Regions from separate parts of the Mus musculus genome. Here region 2 is linked to region 1. A link is a contact called in public Hi-C data. All regions are on one chromosome and are shown on one strand. Each heading gives the region's core, a stretch centred on a gene start, on an enhancer-like site or on the middle of the called end of the contact. The rest is flanking DNA. Distances are from core to core; before and after follow the strand shown. Region 1 has its middle 50 kb from the start of Gm41499. Region 2 overlaps Gm30530 (a long non-coding RNA gene).

Evidence for each region. Hi-C and Micro-C count contacts between places; a contact is called where the count stands out from the background.
Region 2: a Hi-C map of the C2C12 cell line shows a contact between it and region 1, with 1.7 times the contacts expected there. The contact joins two enhancer-like sites. A contact is called at or near these places in 4 of 484 Hi-C or Micro-C datasets (the C2C12 cell line, brown adipocytes and nephron progenitors) and 1 of 115 datasets of contacts at active chromatin or transcription factors (fibro-adipogenic progenitors).

Annotation. Positions count from the first base shown.
Region 1 is chr16:93,005,490-93,008,189 of GRCm38.p6, forward strand. No RefSeq gene overlaps it. Among named protein-coding and RNA genes, the nearest start is that of Gm41499, 50 kb to the left of the region's middle. Within about 2 kb of position 1,307, at least 58 of the 459 cell types and tissues checked have an H3K27ac peak or open chromatin away from gene starts, as enhancers often do. A contact at or near this core is called in the C2C12 cell line, where this site is marked.
Region 2 is chr16:93,185,500-93,188,199 of GRCm38.p6, forward strand. All of the region lies in intron 2 of Gm30530 (a long non-coding RNA gene), which reads right to left. Among named protein-coding and RNA genes, the nearest start is that of Gm30530, 6.9 kb to the right of the region's middle. Within about 2 kb of position 1,267, at least 31 of the 459 cell types and tissues checked have an H3K27ac peak or open chromatin away from gene starts, as enhancers often do. A contact at or near this core is called in the C2C12 cell line, where this site is marked.

The DNA of each region.
Region 1 (2,700 bases), core at 57-2,556:
AGAAAGGATGCTCCTCCTCTTCCGTCCACTCCCCCCCACTCCCCCCCCCACCCCACCCCCCACCCCCCGGCCAAGATCAATTCTGCCGGTATTTATTAATCGTCTACCACCAGCTAGACATCGGGCAGGCAACACTGACACCATGTCTGTTCTTGGGAAATTTCCCCTCCCATGTTCCTCTTTGGGCTCTATAAAACAGGCGGCCAGACTACTCTCTTTTGAACTCTGAATCCGTTTTCTCAGAAGAAGAAGAGCCCTCAGAAAGCTGTTTCCTGTCTCTGAGCTCCCTGTGAACTCGATGGTTGATAAATGCTCATCTAATTGGCCAAACACAACTTTAAACATTTTATTTAAGGAAATAAATCATTGTTTCATTTTTTTTTTAAAGTTCTACCTTTCTGCTCTTTCAGAGTTAATATTTGGGAGCTTATCACAAAATGAACTTGATTATAGGGGACACAAATTGGCCATCAGGATCACAATCCCAGTGCACTGGGAATCCTGTGCCTAGATAGCAGAGGAATGGAATTTGAATCTGATAATTGTTAATGACAGGAAAAGAAAAAAAAAAAAAGATTGTTTCTTCTTTGCTGAGCCATCACCCACCTGCAAGGAACAAATTAAAGATATTTACCTTTAAAAGCCTTTGAAAGCTATTTAAAGAAAAATAGACAAAAAGTGAAGTGGAGGATTGAGTCACAATTGAATTTGTTGAAGTAATTAAGTCCCTCCCTCCCTGAACAATTATGTTTAATAATAAACATCTAGGATGCCATTTTTATATTCTTTAGTGCCCTTCATGGTAGTGCTGTTATATAAGCTCACAAACTCAAGTGTGCTTTCCCCTCTTCCCCTAGCCTACCCGTGGTCTTTATTGTTGTTTGATTGAGTCACCTTGTAAAATTATAATCTTTTGTAGAAATATATTTCTAGATGAGCAAGCCCCTCTGGGCTCCTGCAAGCCTCACCTTCGCTGAGCGAGCGACTGACTGGCATGAGGAGCGCGCAGGATCGAGCTCTTGACCCATAATTTTCTATGAGAAAATGATCAGGAAAGCTGGCGAGGCAGCGTGTGTGGAGCCGGTCCAAGGGACCCAGCCTCCCCTCTGTTGTTTCAAACAGTCAACAGCTGCCCGGCCTGTTTTTCCCATCACACTTCAGGATTGCGTTAGAAAAAAATTCACCTTATAAAAAAAAAATCATGAAAACTGAGAACAGGGAAGCGACCGAGCGGAGGCCACTGTGTGGTGAGTTGCTGCTGTCATCCCGGGCTCTGCTCCTGGGCTTGGCACCTGCCCCAGGGGGCTGCATTCCCTGCCCAGCAGGGAGTTCCAGCTGACCTGCTGAGAATGTCCCGTGTGAGTCACCGCCTTTAACTCCATCAGCGCCATTTGCTGCCCACTTGGATGTTTCTGAACAGCTGCTTGGCTCTGAACTCATCCAGTAACTGGAAATGCGGCCGTTGTCTGGCTAATTTTCAAAAAATGGAGTCAGAGGCAGGGTTAGGGAGAAAGAGAAAAGCACAAACCCAGTCAAGAAAGACAGACAGCTAGCTATCTTTACCCCTCGATGGCTTTGAATTCCTTGGAAATCAAATGGCAAGGTCAAATAAACCCAGTTTGTCCCTTTCTTTCTTTCTGTCGCTTACTGTTTGCCTAAGGAAGTTGGGTGCGATCTCATATGGGATTTCATGGTATCTAAAAATTTACCTCCCTCAAGGAGCCTGTCTGATCGTCATGCTTTTAAACTTACCCATCCCGTTTTCCAAACACAACAGTGAATATTTCCCTTGCTCTGGAAACGTTTTTCACATTTGAAGTTCATTTTTAACTCCATCAACAACTTTTAAGAGGCTTCAATTGAACAAGTTTCTGGCCTACACATTAACCAGGATATTTGAGAAACATTAGACATGATCCCTGGATACAGGAATTTGTAATGAAATGGAGAGAGAGAGAGAGAGAGAGAGAGAGAGAGAGAGAGAGAGAGAGAGACAGAGACAGAGAGACAGAGACAGAGAGACAGAGACAGAGAGACAGAGAGAGAGAGAGAAACCCTGATTCAAATGGATTTCAAATGGATGGTCCAGGAACAATATGGGGGAGGTGGGAAGTGCCAGACGCCTGCTAGAGCTATTTGGGCTTCTGAAGTTCAGAGCAATGCTCTGGAAAGCTGCTTTTCAATCTAGAATGATGGTAACCAATATTAACAAGTGAAATTGAATTGACTCTGTAAACGTGAACAGTGTCAGAGCTGGGCACACAGCCCAGGGGTCTGTTAAAGGCTAAACACTTACAGGGTCACAGGGCTTCACTGGATGGGAAGTCTGTGATCATTGTGTGCATCTTCCTATGCATTAACACAGGCAGACATTAAAGAGAAAAATCTCTTCCATCACCAGAGACACTGCAGGGATGGCAGACAGTTCATAGGTCACGAATCCACTGTACTGTATCTGGGATCCAGTCCTTACTTGAAGGTGGGAGAGTAGATACATGGGAGAGAGAAGACACTTTGATTTGTGAAGATCTGATCTGCACGTTCTCTATTTCCTTTCTTGAAAGGAAATCTTAGAGGACAATAAAGAAAAACAGAGTCCTCTATTTTTGTCTTAGCTTTTCATGTGGCTGCCACAAAACACTTGTTAGGAGCAACTGAATAGAGGAGAGGTTCAGCTCAGGCCGTCAGAGACAGTCCACC
Region 2 (2,700 bases), core at 17-2,516, 180 kb after region 1:
GGACCCTGGGGACAAGAGCTAGTGAGACCAGCAGTGTTAGCCAGCTCTGGGATGAAGTGAGAGACCTGCCTCAAGGGAAAAAGATGGAGATCGAAGGAGGAAGTCGCCCGGTGTCAGCATCAGGCCTTCACATGTACACACATACACAGGCACATGCATGTACACACGCATGCACATGCACACACATGCCCCTACACAAATACAAACAAATACACACATGCCTACAGACAAAACAAAAACCTTGATGGAGAATGCCATTAGCATCTAATGGCTGAAGATCAGGGATACTCCTGAGCAGCCTACAATATGCGGGACAATGTGCCAGCAAGGAAAAAAAAAAAAGCCAGGTCCAGTGTGACCACATTGCTGGGGCTGAAACACTGTGGTCCGTGTAGCAAATGTGGAAGTTTGAATGAAAATGGCTCCCACAGACTCATTGGGAATGGCATTATTGGAGGTGTGGCCTTGTTGAAGGAAGTGTGTCACTGGGGATGGGTTTGGAGGTTTCAGATGCTCAAGCCAGGCTCAGCACACACCTCTCTCATTCCCACCCACCCCCCTCTCCCTGTTGCGTGCTGATCCAACTTTACAGCTTTTGGCTCCTTCTCCAATACCATGACTGACTGCATGCTACCATGCTTCTTGCTGTGATAATATTAGACTAAACCTCTGAAACTGTAAAGCCAATACCAATCACATGATTTTCCTTATAAGAGTAGCCATAGTCCTGGTGTCTCTTCACAGCAACAGAAACCGCTAAGACAGAGATGACTAAATTTGAAAAGGAAAAAAATAAATAAACATGGCAACTTACACACCAGGTTGTCCACATAGCTTTAATCTCTGAAGAATGGGAGCAGAGGTGGGGTTGAGATCCTGATAGAGTGAATGAGAACAGTACCCACCCACCAGCTTCCCACTATCCTTTGGCATCTTTATCCTCCATGCTTAGACATGGCTTAGTGAGGGAACTTCACTAAAAAACTGTGCTCTGCGCAGATGGAAGAATATAAATTGGAGTTGGGAGAAAAAGCCAACTTAAAGGTCACATGGGTTAGGGAAATGATAACTTAGCCAGTTTGGCCTTTGGCAAATCTACACAACAGTGCTTGGATTCCCATGTATAATCTAAATTAACATGAGTTAACCTCAATCTCTTGCAACCTTCATATCAGGAGTTTGGTATTTTTATTGCACTAGAGGGAGTTCAGTTTTAAACAGAGCAGCGTGCCGGTATGAATGTAGCCAGTGAGTCACTGGCTGTGTGAGTCTGAGCAGACTGGCTTTGCTAGTCATTCCCTGGAGTTTGGCTTATACCCTGCAGCTCAGAGAGCACATAACCCACACATCAGCCTTCCTTATATGTGGATATACATCCCGGTACATGTACGGAAAGTGACAGTTTCTCTCCTACACATACATGCTAATGATAAAGCTTAAGCTTTGAGTTAAGCGCAGTAAGAGACAGTCACTAACAATAAATACGAGCAACTAGAACACCCATGATAAAGTCCACATGCCTATGTTTGAAGCAATGAAGACATTATCTAAAATAACTAAAGGAGGTTTTGAAGACTTTTGCAAGCATGAAGAACTGCAATGCATCCCGTGAACTACACATGCATGTGTGTTGTGTGCATGTGGTCATGTCAGCATGAGTTCACGTGTACACATACATGTGAAAGCCAGAGGACAACTTAAGATGTCATCTACTTGGCTTTTTGAGACAGGGTTTCTCCCTGGTCTGGAACTCACTAAGGAGACTAGCATGGCTGGCCTAAGAGCCAGAGGGGACCACTGTCTCTACCTTCTCACTGCATATGGTATGAGCTCTGGGGACCACACCAGCATTTTATCATCTGAACCATCTCCCTAGATCCCTAGTTCTTTCTTCCTTGTAGCCTCTGGGTGTCCTGTGGAGCCAGGGTTGTTGTCAGCCAAGGAAGGATACAGAGGGCACATTGGTTGAAGTGAGCCATAAAGCACTGGCACTCACGTGGCAGGTGGGGAGAAGCCACCGAGTGACCAGTCACCATCATCACTGAATGTCAAATGTCACTTGCATGGACACTACATATAGATGAAAGCCCAGGAAGGCAGAGACTGCTACAGGAGGCAAATACATTCTCATATTCATCTGGAAAATAAAAGCACAATTGTGATTTCTGACTCTTCCCAGACTCAGCCTTCTGTCAAGCTTCACGCGCATCCTCCAACACTTGGGCATAGCCAAGCGGCACTTTGTGCTCACCTCTGTGGCACATGCTCACGCTCTTTCTCTCTGACCTCTGCCATCCCTCCCTCCCTACACCCTCACGGTCTTATTTTACTCTGGAATGTTCCCTCACTAGCCTGAACACTCCATGGTTCTCAGTATGAGTCTCAGTTGTACATACATGGGGTTTTCATAGACACACCTTTGTCCCCTGACCTTAGTCTGACCGTGCATTCAGTGTCATATGAGGTGAACGGAAACTGGTCTCCCTATCCCTGACTGTGAGACACGCATGATCTGAGCACCTCTTTTTAAAACTCCCTCTGGTGTCGGTGTCTTTTGACTAGGAGCTGTCCATATGATTGCATTTGTACCTTGTTCTGATGTCCAGGGTCCGCCTCACCACTCTTCTCCATGTGACAGGACACAGCCACGAGAACATAGGGAAGACTCTGGGAATGGTATCATAGGAGCCAAAGTTTCAG